Linked DNA regions of Rattus norvegicus: region 1 is linked to region 2. A link is a contact called in public Hi-C data. All regions are on one chromosome and are shown on one strand. The core of a region is the stretch at or near the end of the contact, and the rest is flanking DNA. Distances in the headings are between cores, read along the strand shown. Region 1 holds the start of Ogfod3 (2-oxoglutarate and iron-dependent oxygenase domain containing 3). Region 2 overlaps Ccdc57 (coiled-coil domain containing 57).

Evidence for each region. A called contact is a pair of places that touch in the nucleus more often than the background predicts.
Region 1: a Hi-C map of frontal cortex shows a contact between it and region 2, with 2.7 times the contacts expected there. The contact joins the promoter of Ogfod3 here to the enhancer-like site in region 2. A contact is called at or near these places in 3 of 12 Hi-C or Micro-C datasets (Schwann cells, frontal cortex and hepatocytes).

The regions. Positions count from the first base shown.
Region 1 is chr10:106,975,471-106,980,958 of GRCr8, reverse strand. It overlaps Ogfod3 (2-oxoglutarate and iron-dependent oxygenase domain containing 3), which reads left to right and starts at 2,537. Exons shown (of 9, transcript NM_001013976.1): 1 at 2,537-2,743; 2 at 3,665-3,882. The coding sequence starts at 2,670. Hexd (hexosaminidase D) reads right to left here and starts at 2,464. Exons shown (of 13, transcript NM_001142562.2): 1 at 2,395-2,464; 2 at 1,164-1,302. The coding sequence starts at 1,247. It overlaps LOC120095457 (small nucleolar RNA SNORA26), which reads right to left and starts at 76; the gene lies at 1-76.
Region 2 is chr10:106,669,636-106,674,459 of GRCr8, reverse strand. It overlaps Ccdc57 (coiled-coil domain containing 57), which reads left to right. Exons shown (of 22, transcript XM_063270205.1): 6 at 2,052-2,153; 7 at 2,654-2,811; 8 at 2,948-3,022; 9 at 4,304-4,504. Among named protein-coding and RNA genes, the nearest start is that of Ccdc57, 23 kb to the left of the region's middle. Within about 2 kb of position 2,794, at least 15 of the 93 cell types and tissues checked have an H3K27ac peak or open chromatin away from gene starts, as enhancers often do.

The DNA of each region.
Region 1 (5,488 bases), core at 1,288-3,787, 310 kb before region 2:
CTCTCTGGGTTTTATGGAGACTTCCTTTACCCTTCTGTGTTAGCCTCTTAAAGTACTGAGACAACCTTAAAGGCACAGGAAAGGGTGAGGAGCTGGTTCTTGCCCTTCATAATACAAGTCCCCAGAACTCAGACTCAGTTATTAAGCCCCTCGGCAAGCACTTTTACTGCTGAGCTGTCTTACCCGTTTCCCACACGAGACAATGTCTCAGATGGCTCAGGATGGTTTTGAATTTGCTTTGGGATCAATACTGGCCTTGATCTCCTGAACCGCCTGCCTCTATTTCCGAAGTACTGGGGTTACAGGCGAGCGCACTGTGCTCATGTTGAAGAATCTATGTCTGCTGTTAGAAATGACTACAAATGACGTGGCTTCAAATAGCGGGCTTTCTTTCACAGTCCTGGAGGTCAGGACTCTAGTTAAGGAGTTGGCAGGCCATGCTTTCTCAGAAGGTCTCACGGGAGAGTCCTTCTTGTCTCTTCCAGTTCCTGGTTTATTAGTTTGTGACAGTATCACTTCACTTCTGATGTCTCGGGTGTCCTTACTGAGGTGCCTTTTCAACTTTATGTCTAAAATCTCCTCTTTTACCTGAGTTTGGGATCCCTAACACTCATATAAAAGCCAGGGATGGTGGTGTGTGCCTGTAACCCCAGCACTGGCAGGGTAAAGACAGGCAGATTCTGACTATGTGAAATGGTGAGTTCTAGGTTCAGTGAGAGGCCGTGTCTCCAAAATAAATAAGTAAATGAATAAAATAAGAATGTTGTTGACCTCTGATCTTCACATGAACACATGGGAGAGCATACAGACCCCAAACATAATCAATCCGCTTTTCTTATTCAGCCTCACAGAACCCCAGTATGGCCTCATTTCAACTGGTCAATTTTCCAAAGACTATTTTAAGGTAAGGGTATATGTACAGGCACCAAAGTGCAAAGACTTGAACTCATCTTATGGGTGGAAACAATTCAACCACAGCAAAGAAGTCATGAGTTCCTCTGTTCTTTGTGCCGCCCAGGTGTTCTGCCTGGTTCTATGGGGAACTGAGAGAAAATGAAACACCTATGCTCTGTCACCACCGTGATCCAGAAGGCCTCAGGGTTGTTTGACCAGTGCTCAATTCTGCAGAGTAAAAGGTCATTAGAGGTGAAGGGAGTCCTTACCTCAGAGAGATATGAAACCTTTGGAGGTGCTCCTTTAAGGTCCAAATGAACTAATCTCATCTTAAATGGTGTGGAACATGTCATGTTGGTATTTTTTTTTTTCTTGGAACGTCTATAACAGGATCTCTGTGACTTCTTCCTGGTGGAGAGAACTTAAGTTATAAAGAGGAGCAGACACAGCTCTCCTCCCCGTTCTTTTTCAGTTCTGATACCAGCCAATTGTGCTCTACTAAGCCAGACGAAACTAATTTTACTAATATGAAAATAATCCAAGTTTATTTCCGCATTCAAATACAGTATTGTGAATTGCCCTGAAATAGGAAACCATCGATTTCCTTGTGAGATTATTACGATTTATAGCAACAGAAAAACTGTGCAAGCGTGGCAGTGGCACCCACCAGTAACACCTGTCCCACCCTGCCCCCTCCTGAGGAAGGATTAAAGTTTAGGGCATGCCTGGGCTATCAAGGAAGGTCAAAGCTAGCCTTGGCCACTTAATAAGACCCTGTCTCCATACTAACAAGTAAAATACGGACTGGACAGCTTAGTAGTACAACACTTGTCTAGCATGTATAAAGTCTTAGGTTCAACTCCTAGTACTGAAAAACAATTACAGCAATGATAATTTGGGGAGATGGCTAGTTTCATGATACAGCCCTTGCTCATTATGCCAGGGGCCCTGGGAATCACCTCGGTTACTGCAAATAATAACAACAATAACTTGAAAAGGGAATAAGCTCTACCATATAACAGAGCTGACTGTAGTTTCCATTAAAATTAATTTCTGGGGGCTGGGGATTTAGCTCAGTGGTTAGAGCGCTTACCTAGGAAGCGCAAGGCCCTGGGTTCGGTCCCCAGCTCCGAAAAAAAGAACCAAAAAAAAAAAAAATTAATTTCTGGATGATACTGAAGCAGCCAGGATATTAAAGAAACAGTTTCCCTGCCTTTTGTAAAACCACAAACGATTATTAAGGAGAGTTACTGAGTTGTGCATCCAGTTGCATGGGTTCACATGCTCGTCCTTTGCAAGGACTCAAAAGTTCTAGCCTTAGGAACCACACCCTCCTCCTCACACACACACACCCATTCCTCCCTTTGCCCTCAATCCCCAACCCCGACCCGCCACTCTCAGTACAGGATTCTCAAAGCGCCATCGGGGGAGAGAGGGCGACGGCCATAGGAGACAGGTCATCCTGGTCCAGCCCAACCGGAGGCTGTGGGCTTGACTCACCCACGTCGTCACGCAGCACTGCTACCGGAGAACGTACAACTCCGCAGGTGCCTCGGGGGAGCAGCGCCAAGGGCCGAGAAGGCCCCGCCTCCCCCGCTCCCCTCCCCCGGCACCGCTCGGCCTCCGATTGCTCTCGCCTGACCGCGAGCCGGCCGAGGACCGAGCGCGTCGCTCCCGCGTCCCTACACCGTTCCCGCCTCGCTTTCGCGGTCGCAGCTATTGCCCCGAGTTTGGTGGTTCTCGTGTCCCGCCTGGCTCTGCGACGGCTTCGCCCGATGGCGCCTCAGCGGAGAGGACCACCCAGAGTTCCCGAAGGAAATAGTGCAGCAGAACGCCGGCACGCGAACAGGTAGCGGGATCCTTCGGGTCCAGGAGGCCGCGCGCTACAGCGGGCGGAGCCTGACTGGTGTGTGGGCATGACCATTCCGAGGGCTGGGTCGGAGGGAGGTGGAGCGTGGTCGTGATCGCGGTGTCTGTGGCAGAGTGGGGTGTGGCCATCCCGGGGGGTGGGGCCTGACAGGATGGGGCGTGGTCGTGACAAGGCGGGGTCTGACCTGTGTCTGGGTTGGCTCCTGGGTGAAGGTGTCAGGTGGAGCCAGCCCTACTGCGACGCAAGCAGGCGTGACTTAGGGAGAGGGCGTGGAAGTAGTGTGGGTGTGATATGTTGCGGGTGTGACTTCGTTGGAATATCCTGCGGCACCCCTTCTATAATGAAATCACCATGTGGCTGCCCACCTCCAAGCTTTGCACAGAGGTCCTATCCACAGGAAGCTCCTTGAAGCTGCTTTCAGTCTCCTGAGCAGGTTTCTCTCGCTAGGGACCATTTCCGAGTCTTTATGTCTCCTTTCTGCTGCATGCCCCATCTCCCTCTGCTGGTTATCTCATCTCAGCCTTTAACACCTCACCTGTCCAAAACTGGCCTGTGAGCCTCTGTCAAACCCACACCTGAATTGGTAACTAAGAAATGGAACCTATATTTCAAGACCACATACTGCCTAGGAAGCTCTTCCAAGGGGTGGTGCATGGTGGGCATCCTGATAAGCTTGAGTGGGTTGTGGATGAAAGCGAATGCCTTATTTCACACCAGCTGCTTCATAATTAGCCCACGAGTACCTACAATATCTCAGGATTGTTGGGGTCCATCCATTTTGATCAGAGATCAATGCAGGCACAGCCCAAGCCTGGTGACATCCAGCGTGAACAGCTTGTGGTTTTGATTGGTGTGTTTAGTATGATGGCTGCATCCAGTGGTTTTGTTCTCTACCCTTAGCACCAAGAAGGACCGGCTGCCTCAGGAGGCACAGAGGACATGGCTAAGGATTGTGGCCCTTGGGGTCAGCCTTGCTCTGGTCACATTCCTGCTCTGGAGTAGTGCAGGGATCGATGATGATGTTGCTGAAGTTGTGGCCCATCGTGGTGAGGTCCTAGAAGGCAGGTTCATTGAGGTTCCCTGCTCTGAGGACTATGACGGTCACCGAAGGTTTGAAGGTATGTGCCACAGGCTTCTCAAAAAAAGAGTGACTGGTAAGGGGCTGGAGAGATAGCTCAGTATTTAAGAACACTTGTTGCATTTCTAGAGGACCTGAGTTCAGTTCCTAATACCCTTGATTGGCAGCTCAAAACCGCCTGTAACTTCACCTTCAGGAGATCCAACTTCTTCTACAGGCACCTGCATTCATGTGGACAGACTTATACACAGATGCACAGGTGACAGAAATGAAGCTCAACCTTGTCTTTTGCTACAAATGGAATCATTTAAAATGATACATGTGGTTAGAGACAAACTTTCCCTTCCCAGATAGGCAAGCTCACACTGGGTTGGAGAATAAAGATGTTTCAGGGTTGGCCTCCAATGCCACGCAGGTGTAGGCAGCACCTTAGTAACCTTCTGTGCCCAGAGGCTACCTGCAGAGAAGAAACAGGATTAGGGAGCTGAGAAAGGGCCAGTGAGATGGCGTGACCTTTAAAGCACATAACACAAACCGGACGACCTGATTTCAGTGTCCTGAACCTACACATAGTAGGAGAGAACCAACTCCTGTAAGTAGTTCTCTGACCTCTACACACACTATGTTGTGTGTCCACACACATAAAATAATAAGTGTAGAAAAAAGTTCCAGAAAAATTAGGATAAGTGAGAGTACCCAGAAAACATGAGGACAAGAACGTACCCCATGGGGTTGGGGATTTAGCTCAGTGGTAGAGCGCTTGCCTAGGAAGCGCAAGGCCCTGGGTTCAGTCCCCAGCTCCGAAAAAAAGAACCAAAAAAAAAAAAAAAAAAAGAATGTACCCCAGTCCACAGCTCTGCTGATGGTCCTCTTTGGGGCAAGAAGGGACACCCAGCTAGTTACAAGCTGGAGTCCTGGGGTTGGGCTGAGGGGAAAAGAGGGGAGCCACAGTGTCAGGGCCACAGGGCCAGGTGAGGACAGTCAGCAGCGTAGAGAGCACACACCTCTGGACTGGGTGGGTGGGGTGGGGTGTAGGTCTCCTTGGGCTGCTGTTTTCCTGAGCATTCCATCCAGATGCATTCTATTCCTCAAATGTAGCATCAGGGCCCAGCTCTGTAAGGGTGATTTATTTTTTATTCAAAGTAATGTTTTAATGTGAGTGGAGAAAAGGTTCCCTGTTTCCATGTTCTTCCACAAGGGGGCGCTGTCGTGATGCACAAGAACTCAGCTACATGTGAGATGGCAGAGGAGTGCTTTGTTGACTGGGTGGACAAGGACAAAGGGCACATCATTTTCTCCTTCTGCAGTCAATAAAATAAACATGTTTCTGTTGTATTGGATGCTCTGTCCTGGGAGTTTACTTGGAATATCCTAATTTGCAACACACACACACACACACACACACACACACACACACACACACACACTAAATGACAGTTTACCAGCAGCATATCTTGCAAAAAGCCAGAGTTTACGGCCCCATCTCACCAGTAAGAGCACACAGCTCACTCAGCAAGGGAACTGCCAGATTACGGGGACCAGTTGTTTGCTGAACTTGCTGCTGATGCTTTACTCTCCTACAACCCTGAACGCCATGACGCCCTCTCCCATCAAAGCCATTTCCAGTTTCTGTCCTCTGGGTGTCT
Region 2 (4,824 bases), core at 1,545-4,044:
TCGAGTTCAGAGGAGGAATGTCCTCGGTGGAGCTGGGCTTTCAGGGCCTTACAGACTCTGGCACCATGGGAAACTGTTGAGTGTTTGTGTAGAGCAGTGACCTACGTGACTGAGGGCCAGATGTGGGAGAAGTAGCCAGCAGGCAGGCTGATGGGGCATGCTTGGGTAGCAGGCCCCTGCAGATAAAAGCATGCCAACTCTTGGTATGCCTAGAAGGGGAGCCAGTGGGGACTTCTAACCCTAACCCTGACCCTGAGCCCTGATGGGTCTGACGGGAGAGGTGGGTGTCATAAATGCTTCTGGTTGGTTTGAGCACAGAGGCTGGCTGCCACTTGTTGAGACAAAGAACACGCACAAGGAAACACAGTGACGGATTGTTGTGTGAGGTCCCCTGGTTTATCCAAGACCTCTAGACAGGAACCTGGAGCTGTCACTAAATCCCGATGCAGGTCCCCAGAACCTTGACAACAAAAGCACAGTAGAGACAGGACCAGAAGGTGGCAGCACAGGCTTGATGTTGTATAGAACTCTGCTCTCTGGTGGCCACAACCTGCAGAACTTACTCTGTGGATTTTGTTCAGAAAAAACCAAACCAAAACAAAACAAAACAAAAAAAACAAAAAAAAAAACAAAAAAAAAACAATGTTTCAAGATTCTGTGTGTTTGTTGTTGTTGTTTGGTTATTTGGTTGTTTGGTTTTGAGTCTTTTGAGGCAGATTCCTAACATGTAGCCAAGGCTGCCTAGAACTTGAGGGGATCTTCTCTATCTTTGCCTACCAGGTTCTTTCTCCGTTTACAGGTAGTTCCACCAACTCACCACCCTCCTTTCTTTTCCCCTCCCTCCCTCCCTCCCTTCCTCCCCCCCTCTCTCCCTCCCTCCCTTCTTTCCTTCCTTCCTTCCTTCGTTTCTATGCTTGGAATAGAACCCAGGGTACCACACATGACAGGCAAGCATTTTGCCATGATTTTATAATTATAATAATGACTTTAATATTCTGATTCCAGTAAGGGTCAGTCGTGTGACTACATATTTCACATTTACCTCTCAAGGGACTGAAAGGGGAAACATAACTTCTAGTTGTGCCTTTTGCAGTTTCCTGAGTCAGAAAGTGAGACCTGCTGCTGCAGTGCTCACACAGTGCACCTGTTTGTCTGGTAGGGGTGGGGGCAACTCCCTCAGAGCTACATCTGTGCTCCCTCAGCCTGTCCTTCAGGGCTGGAGTCTGGTGGTGGGCAGCACAGGGCCGGGCCCAGGACTAGAGGGGCTCCCATGAGTCCCTGAGCACTCAGTCTTCCCCAGGGGCTCTTGCTCTATGCTGATCAAAAATGAGACAAAGGTACCTGACCCCAGTAATAAAGAAATTAGGCTTTTTGGTTCACTGGTAGCTGGAGAATCCAAACACTTTTATCAGCCAGTGACCCCATAGAGGGCCTCATCATGTCAGAAATGAAAAGGAAGTGTGTAGAAGGGAATGTATGCTATCCTGACAGCAATGCTAACTGAACTGCAAGAATTATACCAGCCATTCCTCAGAGAGAGGCTTCTTTTTTTTTCTTTTTCTTTTTCTTTTTCTTTTTTTCGGAGCTGGGGACCGAACCCAGGGCCTTGCGTTTGCTAGGCAAGCGCTCTACCGCTGAGCTAAATCCCCAACCCCCAGAGAGAGGCTTCTTAAAGTGGTTTCATTTATGACCCCATTTTGCCTGAGAATTTTTGTTGTTGTTTCTTTGGTTGGTTGGTTTGTTTTGTTTGTTTTTCAAGACAGGATTTCTCTGTGTAGCCCTGGCTGTCCTGGAACTTACTCTGTAAATCAGGCTGGCCTTGAACTCAGAGATCCGCCTGCATCTGCCTCCTTAGTGCTTAGATTGACGGTATATATTGATATAGATACATAGATCTTGAAGAATGTTATAGGAAAATATAGTTAAACAGTTTTGTATGTAGAACAGAAAACTTTGTGTGTACAGATGTTGTAATTCATTATGAGCAGTGGTCTCACACCTGAGCTGAGATGTTTGCAGCGGCTGCTCTCCTCTCTTGACTCTTATTCCAGGAACTGCTGCAAGAATTTGAATCTGAAGCTCAGAGAAGGGAGCATGAGTTCCAACTGAGAGCTGATGACTTGAGCAACACTGTCTTGACCCACGAGCTCAAGGTAACTGGCTGGGCAGGGTTTTTGAAGTGTTTCCAGTTTTCAAGTTCACTGTTGCCAGCTTTAATTACCCTGTACTACAGAACACCATGCTGTTCTTTAGTTAGTTAGTTAGGTTTTTTTTTTTTTTGTTTTTTTTTTTTTTGAGACAGGGTTTCTCTGTGTAGTCCTGTCTATCCTGGAGCTAGATCTGTAGACCAGGCTGGCCTCGAACTCAGAGATCTGCCTCGAACTCAGAGATCTGCCTGCCTCTGCCAAGTGCTGGGACCACACCAGGTTTTGCACTGTTCCTTTTTGTTTGTTTGTTTGTTTGTTTGTTTAATATTGGGAGATGCTTTTCTCTCTTTATTTTGCACATATCTGGTATCCGGTACTGGGGGTTGAACTCGAGACCTTGTGCATGCTAGACAAGTGCTCTGCCACTGAGTCCTAACCAGCTCAGCTAGAAGCCATACTGTTCCTTTTACCCATTTACTCTCCTGGAACTTTTCAATCTCCCTCAGGTAAAGCTGCTAAACAAAGAGCTTCAGGCTTTAAAAGAAGCTGGAGCACAGGCAACAGAGAGTCTGCAGAAGGCAGAATCAGAGCACATTGAATTAGAGAGGAAGCTACAGGATCATGCCCGGGAGCTACAGGATCTGGAGGCCATGAAGGATGCTCGGTGCGTGGGTTCTGCTCTCAAGGCATTGTGGCCATAAGGACTAGACCCTGGTGGCGCTGCCTTCCTGGCTTCTTCCAGTTCTATTCTTTGGTCTCTTATGTAACTGCTCTTCTTTACTGACACAGTTTCTGTTTAGGATAAAGGACTTGGAGAAGAAGCTTCACTCTGTACAGCTGGCCAAGAAGAAAGCTGAGGAGACTTTCAGGAGGAAGTGCGTATTTCTGCCTGGGTAGTGCCTCTGGAAAAGAGTCTGGATCATACTCTCTGGAGACAAGAGCCCTGTGACGGGGTAGCCTGAGCTGGGATACCACTTTGGTTAACTCCATGCTCTACTTCCTTAGAAAGGGTTAGGCATCCAGTGTCTCAAAGCTTAAAATGTTTGAAGGGCCAAGACTCCAGTCCAGTTCATTGATAAAACACAAACTAAAAATGTCTAAAACTCTGGATTTAGTCTACAGTGTCTAAAACAGGCTTTAAAATATAACCTTAGTTAAATTTTAACTTTTATGGGTAAATGAGATGGCTCTGTGGATAAAATCACTTGTCAACATGGTGGGTGACCTGAGTTCCATCCCTGGAACCCACGTGGTAAAAGGAGAGAACTGGCTCCATACACACACCCCACACTAGATAAATACATATTTTAAAATTTAGCATTAACATTTAAAACTTGAATGTTCTACTCACTAGTTTATAAGTTGTAGACTATTAGCCCCAAGCTTTGCCATGCTGACACAGTCACCTGGTTGGCCACACCCCTTACTCTCAGATGCAGACTCTCTTGAGTTCTCTTTTTCCTGTTGATATACCCTGTACTCAGTGTGGGTTGGGACCCAGCCAACAGGAACAGGCACAACACCCAGGAAATAAATAGTATGTTGGCTCAAGGCGGAACTTCAGCAATGCAATTAAAGCGTTGTTCATCTTCCCGGTACAGCAGGGTTCAGTAGGTGCTGGAACAGCATAGTCAACAAGGAATGGGGTTGGGGATGCCAGCTAGACGCTCAGCTGTGGGCTCAACTCCCAGGGCAAGTCATTTACTTTCTCCTCCAAAGGAAATGGCAACTGTAGCTACCACACACCACACACTTAGGCTTCCCAGCCACACTGGGGAGAAAGAAGGGGAACAAATTGTCCCTGTGTTGTCTCATGCCACAGTTAGGCAGTACAGACAAACCGATATACTAGGAGAGCACTCAGGAATCTGCCCATCTAGGAGGCAGGTGTTTTCCCTGGGCTGGCAAGCTTAGTTGTCTCCTAGGAGTGCTTTGTGAACCTGCTTTGGTGTCTGTGTGTGAGCTTGGGGGAGCCACCAAGAGCCTGGCATTTAAGAAGATCTGCTAACATGGGAAGAGCAAGCATACCCACAAGTTACTCCTGCAGAGTCAGCCATCTTGTCAGGGACAACTGTAGAGTAAGAAATGATGACAAACACTTTGGAAGGTTCCAGAGTGCTGAGTGAGCCATTGTGGAACCCTTCCCTGTGTTTCAGACATGAAGAGCTTGACCGTCAAGCCAGGGAGAAAGACACAGTGCTAGCAGCAGTGAAGGGTGCCCATGCAGAGCAGCTGCAGACGCTGGATGCCAAGGTCCTGGAGCTTCAGTTCCGATGTGAAACGCTGGAGGGACAACTGCGAAGGGCTGAGTGGAGGCAAGCTGAGGACAGCAAGGAGAGGAATTCCCTTACTGACAAGTGAGCTGCTGCCTCCGGCCTGCCCAGCCCAGCCCAGCCCAACAGCCTTGTGTGCCTGTGCCCAAAGCAGCTATGGGCCATTTTAGAAGGGAATTTTGCATTGCAGTGGATAGGAGGGACTTTAGGGGCTTTCTGCCCACCCCACCCCCACTACCATTTTTAGTAATGTTTTCTTTTTATTTTCTCTCACCCCACCCCCAAGAGCTGAGGACCAAACCAGAGCCTTGCACTTGCTAGGCAGGTACTCTACCACTGAGCTAAATCCTCAACCCCATTGTTTTCTTTTTAATCATATAGTTTTTATATTTACTATTGCTTGT